3 separate regions of the Sus scrofa genome follow, and all the other regions are linked to region 1. The links are chromatin contacts, called in public HiChIP or PLAC-seq maps. All regions are on one chromosome and are shown on one strand. The core of a region is the stretch at or near the end of the contact, and the rest is flanking DNA. Distances in the headings are between cores, read along the strand shown.

Region 1 (3,298 bases), core at 497-2,996:
TTATTCTAAGCCAGAATTCAGTGGAACAATTCGACTGCCATTGAAGCGCCTACTGCGCGCCAGGAACCGTGCTTGGTGCCGAAGACGGAAAAATAAACCAGACCCTACGGCCCCTCCAGGAGTGCACGGTCTAGTCAGAGGCGACAAGCAAGCCTACAGCCAACACGCTGCAGGCACCCAGCACTGCGGGGAGGGGAGGAAAAGGAGGAGGCAGGGCTCCCCAGGAGAAGTCTGAGCTGAGTCTTGGGAAGTGGACAGGTGGGGTGGCCTCCAGGCACAGGCCTGGGAGAGTGCGTGTCCTCCCCTGTCGCTCCCTCTTATCCTCCCCGCCACTGCTGTATCTCCAGCGCCAGGGGCACGGTAGGTGCTCACCATCCATCTGCAGAAGGAAAGCATCTCTCTGTTTCAACCCCACACCCTCAGCAGGTGCCAGTTTTCCCCGATGCCGGCACCATCTCGCTGGCAACACCTCTTATGACAAGAGGCAGACGACTTGGCCTTTCTGTTTCAAAGTTTATGTGCTTAAAAAAAAAAAAAAATCACATTCCGGTTTCTTGTACAGGAGCCGTTTCTATTCTCAGTTCTGCTCCACAATAGGCAGGACGGCTGGCTTGGGAAATGGTCTTTCCTCCCGGGCTCAGAATGGCCCAGGTCCCGTCGGTGACTCATGCGTCACTCGCCACCCCACGGAATCATCTTACAGAGGCTCCTCAGCGCTATTTTGGGACATCGAATACTTTAAACATATATGAAGTGTCAGACAAAATTTGCACCTAAGAAAGAGAGAGACTGTTCCTGCCCAACATTCCCACAGCAAGACACGAAAGCTCTATTTTCCTCTAGAAAGAGAATAAACTGCCCTCATCTTCAACACACCAGGGATGAAGCTTCGCTGTTTCCCTGCACGGGCTCTCCCTCCGGCTGTGCACATGGCTGACAGGGCACTCGCAGACCACGTCCAGACCCTGTGACCCTCTGTGGGAATGACCCCCAACAGAAGCGTGGACAACTCCCCCACCAAGGTAAGTGGAAACACTCAGGAGCCCCGTGTTCACAGGCAGAATCCAGCTGTGGCTGTACACCGACTTCCTGGTGCTGGCGGGAGGATGCGATGAGACAGAGCGTCACAGGAAGCAGGGGGCCTGGCAATCAGCAGAGATGAAGCCACTTATCTATAACATAGCTAAGGCCATGTGACAGCAAGTAAATAAAGGGCATCTTTTTTGTTTGTTTGTTTTCTTTTTAGGGCTGCACCTGTGGCATATGGACGTTCCCAGGCTAGGGGTCGAATTGGAGCTGCAGCTGCTGGCCTACACCACAGCCACAGCAACTAGGGATCTGAGCCACGCCTGCCACCTATACCACAGCTCACAGCAATGCTGGATCCTTAACCCACTGAGCAAGACCAGGGCTCGAACCTGCATCCTCATGGATACTAGTCAGGTTCGTTACCCTGAGCCACAACGGGAACTTCAAGGCATCCCTTTTAAGGCCTGTTTTCTTCCTCCTAAGCTGAAACATGAGCAGAACTCTGTTTAAATCTATGAAAGCATACACATTAAACATTTTTGGTTCACTTACTTATATGAAAAAGTACAAAGATTAATTTCATCAACAACTAAGTACCTCTCATTTCATTTTAGAAGGAAAGCCACCCACCTGCAACCCCCCACTTCCTCCTAGCGGGGTGCACTGCCCTAACCCTGCGTTCCCTTTCGTGGTACAAGCTCTTCCTCGCCCAGCCTCCCCGGCCAAGTCCATGTCGCCATCATGCGCACAGCACGCTAATAAAACAAGTGCAAGGTTCACAGCCACTCCCAACTTGGGCAATAAATCTGCAACATTAATCAGAGAACACAGGAAGAACCGTGCATTTCTGGAAAGATGTTACTCAATTTCTCCGAGTTTTTATTTCACCATCTATAAAATCTGATTATGAATCTTGTTTCCCCCCCGCCGCCCCCTCCCCCGCCTTGTCTCTACAGCAGCTTATGAAGATAAATGATGGTCAGCAGAACTATAAAGCAGTTTGAACTCCTTGGAAGCAAGACACTCTGTTAGTCCATGGTATTTAATAATCACTGATATTATAAGGTGTACTCGAATTGGACTGCAGTGAAAAAGCCCGTTCCCGCAAATATATGTAGATTGAAAGTAACTCGGTATGGCTGGGGCAGAAGCGATCAAAATGTAAAATTGTATTTCAGATAGGTTGTTAAATCTCAAGTTTCCACCGCAAAAATAAGGAGTCTTGGAAATGCTGACATGTGCTCGGAGCCACTACCTGCGCTGGTGACCGGGAACGGGAGGCAAAGGATGACATCAAAGCAACACAGAGCCCTAAAAAGGGCGGAAATCTGAGGGCCAGGGGGAGGCTTCTCGAGAGAAGCTGGACCTTAAAGCCCAAAGGATCTGCACAGAAGGCAGCCTGAGGGTGGAGTGGTGGAGGGGTGAGTGGTGGAGGGCTTCACCGGCAGCATCCCTAAGAAGATGGGTTCACACCATGTCTGGGGGACTCAGAAGGGTCCTAGTGGAGACCACAGAGCAATCAAGGTCTGGCTAATCAAAGTCAACCTAGGATTGGGTTTTGAAAAAGACACAGCTTCCTTGGTGAATATGAGAAATGCAAGGAACAGCTCTGTCTTAGGTGCTGGGAGATGAGGACAAAGACAAAGAGACGCAGCTTCAGAAGTTCGACACCTGAGGGCCCCTACTGATGTCCATGAAGCTGTGTGCTGATGGGGATGCACGACCCTCCCCGGTGATTCTGCTGTAACTGAGTATCTCCAGCTCTACCAATAGAAACGCTCAAGACTTCAGAACGAAGCATCACATCCACATGGAAAGCTCATCACACACCATCAGAATTTGGTCACGAGGTTGATGTCATTCTGATGCCCCCCTTGGGCTGTTTTCCAAAGGAAGCGAGCTTCCTTGATTCAGCCGACCATCTGCAGCATAATGTTAGAATCAGAGCGGACGTTTGTTGGATTTGTATTGGCAGTGAACACCTTGGCTCTGAATAAGACTTTCCTGGCGTGCACTAAATTGTAAGTATCTCTCCATCCCTTTCCCCAACCCCTGTGTTGACCCTGCTTCAGCTCTGCAAAGCACAGCACCAAAATCTTACCTTCTGGCTTATACACCAGAGGAAACGGCTGGATCTAGAACTCCAATGACTATAATTTCCAAAGGCTTCTAATAACGTTGGCGTAAACAGGAAACCAGTTCCCAGATGTCTGGTTCCTTGTAAATATCAATAAGAAATGTTGCCAGGAAGAAGGAACTTGAAATGACC
Region 2 (3,298 bases), core at 249-2,748, 230 kb after region 1:
TTTTCTTCCCTTTTAGGACCGTACCCTCAGCATATGGACATTCCCAGGCGAGGGGTGGAATCAGAGCTACAGCTGCCGGCCTATCCCACAGCCACAGCAACATGGGATCCCAGCTGCAACTGCAACCTACACCACAGCTCAGGGCAACAGCGGATTCCCCGACTCACTGAGCAAGGCCAGGGATCAAACCTGAGTCCTCATGGATATTAGCTGGGTTCATTTCCGCTGTGCCACAACGGAAACTCCCCAAACCCCACTTTTTGAGTGTCTAAGGTTCCAGCCCTGGCATATGGAAGAAGTAAAAGTTGCCTATGCCCTGGCTCCAGTGGGTGGTAGAGATGTTGTCATGGCTGTCCCTCAGAGAAGAAGGAGAGGCTGGGGGCCTTCCTGGAGGAGGAGGTCCCGCAGGGGCAATAGACATAAAGACAAGGCCACACACACCAGGTGGGGAGCAACAGCAGGTGTGGTTGCACCACATGAGAAACAGGGCACTGCTTGGGGAGCCACCTGGACTCAAAAGTGAAGATTGGGGAGTGCCAGAGCACGCGGCTGTGAGAGATGGGCTAGATCCCTCACTGTCTAGAAAAGCCAGTGGAGAGCTGCACATGTCCCATCGTAGGTGAGTAGGAGGGGCTAGTGAAGGGGAGATTTCTCTGCAAAGGAGAAGCTTTAGGTCAGGTCTGTAGACTCCCAACTGTTGCCGAGGTCTAGATGTGAGGCCGTGAGGGCGTGGCCCGGGGTGCTGGTCACAGTGAGAGAGAAGAACACAGGGGCCAGAATGAGTAACTCCGGTGGCTACTTAGGTTTGGAGAATTCAAAGTAGAATTAGTCAGGAGTTCCCACTATGGCTTAGTGGTAACAAATCCGACTAGTATCCATGAGGACATGGGTTCGATCCCTGGCCTCACTCCGTGGGTTAAGGATCCAGTGTTGCCATGAGCTGTGGTGTAGGTCACAGATGTGGCTTGGATCTGGCATTGCTGCAGCTGTGTAGGCCAGCAGCTGTAGCTCCGATTCAACCTCAAGCCCAGGAACTTCCATATGCTGCGGGTGTGGCTCTAAAAACCGAAAAAAAAAAAAAAAAAGGAAATTAAAAAAAGAATGGGTCAAACACGGCTTTAAGCCTTCTGCTGAGGTAACGGAAAATGCTAATGAGTTGACAGAAACCAAAGGTTGGGAGGTCGCTGGTTTAGGGAAGTGCCTTTGATTTGCCAGAGCGACAGGCAAGTGGAATCTTCCAGCGGGCATTTGGAGATTCGGGCTCAGAACTCTATCTTCCAAGGTTATTTTTGTGCTCAGGTTGGATTTCTCAGAAGCCAGGAAATAGATTTCCTAACTCATGGGGGTGCTGCCACCAGACGCCACCTGGGGAGCCCACAGACCCTGCCTGCAAAGAGCCACTAAGGCAAACAAAGGCAGGAAGGACTGAACTGGGGACAATCCTGAGGATACCCCTTTAAGATCTCTTGAGGATTTCCTCACTCTGCCCTTGGAAAGACTGGTCCTTGGTGTTAGAAAGTAACACAGGCTATTTCTGTCCTTTTCTCCTTGTCATCTCAGGGTCTCTTCTGTTCGTTTCTGTCCAGCACCCCCTTTCCACTCCCGATTGTTGTTTCTCTTGTCCCTGAATTTTAAAAACACCTTCTCCTCTCACCTCCAGCTCAGGGGTGGCCAGTTCACAACTTTCCGCCCACGAACAGCGTCTCATCCAGGCTCCCCCTGAGCCCTTGAAGCAAGTGTGAAGACATTTCTAAGGGTCAAACTAGAAGGAACCAGATAGGAAATGAAAGCGAATACATTTCACATAATTGGGGTGGAGGCGGGGGTGTGATCAGTTGCCTTCAGTTGAGTAATTTAGTATCCATGTGGCCAGAACACTGCACCCCCAGCCTCTGGATAATTTGCACATATGCTCCTTAGCTGCTCATCATCCTTGATGTGCAAACCCTGCCAAGTTCTTGCTACAACGTAGTCATTTCATTGACTGTTTTTATATTCATATGAGCTTTCCTTGATCTATGGCAATGGTGGACAATGAAACTTGATATAATGAGCCTGGGGCGTTATTTCCATTAAGACCATCACCTCGGCAGTTCCCCTTGTGGTACAGCAGGCACAGACCCGACTAGTCTCCATGAGGATGCAGGTTCAATCCCTGGCCTCGCTCAGTGGGTTAAGGATCCGGCGTGGCCGTGAGCTGTGGTGTAGATTGAAGACGAGACTCAGATCTGGTGTTGCTGTGGCTGTGGTGTAGGCCAGCTACCACAGCTCCAATTCAACCCCTAGCCTGGGAGCTTCCAGATGCCGCAGGTGCAGCCCCAAAAAGACCAAAAAAAAAAAAAAAATCACCTCTTCTCCACCCTCTCTGTCTACTCTTGCACCCCCCCATACCTGCCCATACACTCCATTCCCACAGCACAAGTCTAGCCTTTTCCTCTCCTCCAGCTCCTTCCCAACCAGTGCATATTTTCATGTGTATTTCCTGCCCACAGCACAATGGATCCAGCCATGTCCAATCCTTCACCCATACAAGCCCCCTGTGCATATCTGCATGCATATTCCAACCCCACTATACAACACTGTCCCTACACCACTGTGGGTCTAGCATTTTCTGACTCTCCACCCCCTACATATACCTCCAGGAATACGCCTTTCCCACTGCAAAGCATGTCCAATGTATAAAGTCACTCAAAGATTCTTTCGCTTTGAATATGTTGATTTTAGTTAAAATTTAACTTGGATCATAATTCAGTATTTGTGATAATTTGGGTACATTCAGCAGACAGTTATACATATAGTGGCTGTGAAAGAGGCTTTGCCAAAAATAATAATAATATAAACCAAATTGCAGAGGGGAATGTTAACATAGCTGAGAAAGCAAACAGTGTTCAAATATTTTAGCAGCAATTATACACAAATAGTATAAGTACAGATGATCTCTTCTGCCCATTAAAGCAGAGCTGACTGAGACTTTTTCTTGGCAGTATTTTTTTTTCAAGCCACGAGTTTCCTTTAATACCCCAAAGTACTTGAAAGCAACACAACTTCAATTATTTTTTTATTGTTTATGTAATTATGTTCTTACTATTCCAGACTCTTTTCTGAAGAAGTCTGAATATTTTTTTTGACTTTTTAGGGCTGCACCCACAGCATAAGGAGGTTCCCAGGCTAGGGGTCTAATTGGAGCTGTTGCTGACGGCCTACACCACAGCCATAGCAACACCAGATCTGAACCACATCTGTGACCTACACCACAGCTCATGGCAATGCCAGATTCTTAACCCACTGAGTGAGGCCA
Region 3 (3,298 bases), core at 524-3,023, 130 kb after region 1:
AGCATGTTCATAGAGCCACCGGCATGCTCCATCCTGTGTGGTGGAGTGATCAGAAATTTCGTTTTGTTTTGTCGAATGGTTAAATGGACCTTGTGTTCTTCAGAATCAGAGAGGAAAGCCCCTGGAATAACATCTCTCTGTTGCCTTCTAAACAGGCCCCTTTGTTTCTAGGAGAGTCTGAAAAAAAATATTTACAGTCCATAGGTTATTTACAGCCTTGTTATCCAGGGCCTGACTGGTAACTTTATTCCATCCAGAACCCTAATTCATCTGGAGCCCTGGAACTAATAACGGATTTTCTTTTCAGATAAGTTTTTTTTTTTTAATCTCCCTTTATAACAGCGAGAAAACTATTAATGTGCTCCCTGTCTCACTGGCCACGAATGTTCTCTGGGTTTATAAAAGAATTAAAAGCCCCTCTCCTTGCCCCTCCTCTGTTCCCCACAAACCCTTGCCCTTCTCATTTGCTATTTCATCCACAGAATATCTGAACAAAACCGAAAGAAAGCCAGATGGACTGACGCTAAAAGTATGTAAAGGCTGCTATTTCCATGATTTCATGAGAAAAACATTTTCACGATGAAAAGGACTGGAAAAAAAAAAAATCAGGCACCCTTTGGTTCAAAATTCCTCGTACTACAAGCACACACATACAAAAAACACACCGAAGTGTAAAAACTTAGTTGATTCCGGTTTGATTTCGGGGTGGAAGCTGACAGAACTGACTGAAGAGAAACGAAAGAGTGCAGGGGAAACGCGGTGCTTCTGCCTTCCGTTCTTTTCTTTCTTCCTAAAGACAGATCAGATCAGAAAAAGCACCCAACGCCAGGTGAAGGTGCACGGCGCAGGTTTACCCAGATCCAGCGAGACAAACCTCCTGGCTGCCTCCCCGACCTGAAAACCTAAACTACATTCTCCCTTACACACGCTGCTGCGGGCAGATTTTAGCCAATTTCATTGTTCTGCCTGGGTCTGAAATGGACTTTTTCCCTCTCTCTCCCCCTCTCATCACCTAACCCGGTACATTCCGATCCGACAGCCCCCCCAAAACCAGAGGCTGGCGAAGAATAAAGGAGCGTGGGGTGGGAATGGAGGGAAATGGAAGGGAGCTGTGAGGACAGAGTGGAAAGCAGATCATCCGAAAGGTAATTTTCTCGCGGGGGGGTGGGGAGGAAAGCTACAGCGCATCACCTTTATTTATTACAAATAAATAAAAAGCACCGTCATGGATCGGTCTTTGCCCCGGCGCCCCCTCCCAATATCTTTTCTTCGGGCACTAGCCCACCCTCGCACCCCACCCCCCCGCCTCTTTCTCCACCCTGGAAATTAGATCTGTTCGATTCCGGAGCCCGGTCGTTCGCCGGGCAACGGAGGGGGCGGCGGGGAGGGGGCGGGCAGCCGGTTCGAGCCCCGGGGGTGGGGCGCGGAGGCCGGGCGCCCGGGGGCTGCGGGCCGGGGGCTGCCTGGCGAGGGGGCCGCGGGCAGAACAAAGCTGCGGGGGCCGCGGCGGCCGGGCGGCGCGGGGCGAACGGGGCCGGCGGGCCGGCGCCCCTTACCTTCGTACACGGGGGCCATCGGGGCCGGGGTGTCCGCGATTCATGGCAACGGAGAAGGGAACGCGGCGCGCGAGCTCGGCCCCCCCAGCCTCAGTCGGAATCTGCCATCTTGAGCCTGTGTCTCCGCTCTCGGCGCAGCCGGGGCCGCCAGCGCCCGCATCACCGCCTCACTTGGCCGGCGCCGGGGGAGGGGGCCGGGCGCCGCCGCCGCCGCCGCCGCCGCGGCCCGGGCCCTGCGCGGGGCTCCGGGGCGGCCGGGCGGGCGCAGCGGCCGAGGCCGAGGGCCGAGCGGCCGCGGCCCCCGAGCGGGTCCGCGGTGGGGCGGGAGCCGGGGCGGGCAGCGCGCGGCCAGTCCCCGGCCGGGGCTCAGCTCAGCATGGCTGTGTGTGGGGGCTTCGGCAAAAGTTGCACGGGAGGCGGAGGAGGGGCGGGAGGAGCCGGGGGAGGGGCGGGGGCGGGGGCGGGAGCGGCGGCCGAGCGCGCGCCAGCGAGCGAGCCGGGGAGCGGAGTCCGCGCGCAATCGAGCGCCGATGGCACGGATGCGAGGCGGGGAAGGCCGAGCGGAGGGCAGGAGCCGGCCGGGGGGTGGGGTGGGGGCGCGGATTAAAGGAAGCCGGGCCGGCGAGGGAGGGCGGCGGTGCGCACCCTTGGATTCTGATTGGCAAAGGAGAGCGGGCCCGCAGGGGCGGCCGCCGCCGAACTTTGCGTGTGCGCGCCGGCTGGGCGGGAGGGGCTGCCCTGGAAAGGGAGCCCCGGCCGGCGGCGTCTAGCCGTCGCGCACCTGGCAGGCGCTGCCCGGGGTCGGGGCGCGGGGGCGGGGGGAGGGATGAATGGAGCAGGGGGCGCCCGCCCTCCCCCGGGGGGGCGGGAATGCGAGAGTGGAGGAGCTTTTCAAATCCCGACGAGGTCGGAGATGCAGAAGCCATGCCGCGCTCGCTTAGGGAACGCAGGGTGGTCGCTGGATTCCTGCGGGAATCTGCTTCCGCCCTGTCCCCTCGGCCACGGGGTCCGGAGGGCACTCCTCCCCGCGCCTATCACCTGGGCGGGTGTTCCACCGACTTCCTCCCAGGCCCCTGCCTTCCTCAACACTCTCTCCCTTCAACTCTACACTCTCCAGACTCTCCGCAGCCCGGAGCCTCGCCAGTGCACTCCTGCGGCTTCGTCTTGGATTCTTTGGTAGATGCCCTGCCATCGCCCCCCACCTAAGACCTGAGTCTCCTCTTAGCCAGTGTTTTAAAAACTGTGGGTCGTGACGCATTAACTGATCAAGAAAGACATTCAATGGATGGCAATCAGCTATTTAAAATAATCAAACGCACTAGAATAGAAAATATTAGACCCCACTGCCCGTAGTAAGAGTAACTATTTGTTTCATAAACCTTCTGTTTTCAGTTATCCATACTGGACAACGATGTAAGTTGTATTTCCCTCTCCGCGTCAGAGGACTCAAAAAAGTTTAAAATCTGTATGTCGGGGGTTACAATAATGAAGGAACCCATTGTCTTCCCACTACCTCTTATCCTTCCCAACCTCCATACCCTGTGACAACCTTCTCCCCCCAAAATCCCCGAAGCCTGTTCACACACTTACCTAGTTTTGTTAGTTGCACATCATTTCCACCCCCACCCGCCCACCCCCACCAGCCTTTGCTCAGGATGACCTTGGACTTTCCCATCTATCCTCCTTGCCTCTGTCTTCTGTGCTACAGCTTCCACCACTGCGCTTAGCCTAATGTCACTCAC

The links. HiChIP or PLAC-seq counts read pairs in DNA pulled down with a chosen protein or histone mark.
Region 2: an H3K27ac HiChIP or PLAC-seq map of alveolar macrophages shows a contact between it and region 1. The contact joins two enhancer-like sites. A contact is called at or near these places in 1 of 47 Hi-C or Micro-C datasets (embryonic fibroblasts) and 1 of 2 datasets of contacts at active chromatin or transcription factors (alveolar macrophages).
Region 3: an H3K27ac HiChIP or PLAC-seq map of skeletal muscle shows a contact between it and region 1, with 5 times the contacts expected there. The contact joins the promoter of HIPK2 here to the enhancer-like site in region 1. A contact is called at or near these places in 1 of 5 promoter capture datasets (liver), 8 of 47 Hi-C or Micro-C datasets (alveolar macrophages, brain, fetal skeletal muscle and 3 more) and 2 of 2 datasets of contacts at active chromatin or transcription factors (alveolar macrophages and skeletal muscle).

Annotation. Positions count from the first base shown.
Region 1 is chr18:10,073,094-10,076,391 of Sscrofa11.1, reverse strand. All of the region lies in intron 2 of HIPK2 (homeodomain-interacting protein kinase 2), which reads right to left. Among named protein-coding and RNA genes, the nearest start is that of CLEC2L, 100 kb to the left of the region's middle. Within about 2 kb of position 1,746, at least 18 of the 83 cell types and tissues checked have an H3K27ac peak or open chromatin away from gene starts, as enhancers often do. A contact at or near this core is called in alveolar macrophages, liver and skeletal muscle, where this site is marked.
Region 2 is chr18:9,841,496-9,844,793 of Sscrofa11.1, reverse strand. The region is part of intron 2 of TBXAS1 (thromboxane A synthase 1); the gene reads left to right. The region is part of intron 2 of LOC106508202 (a long non-coding RNA gene); the gene reads right to left. Among named protein-coding and RNA genes, the nearest start is that of TBXAS1, 43 kb to the left of the region's middle. Within about 2 kb of position 1,498, at least 9 of the 83 cell types and tissues checked have an H3K27ac peak or open chromatin away from gene starts, as enhancers often do. A contact at or near this core is called in alveolar macrophages, where this site is marked.
Region 3 is chr18:9,939,010-9,942,307 of Sscrofa11.1, reverse strand. HIPK2 (homeodomain-interacting protein kinase 2) reads right to left here and starts at 1,773. Exons shown (of 15, transcript XM_021078554.1): 1 at 1,557-1,773. The coding sequence starts at 1,575.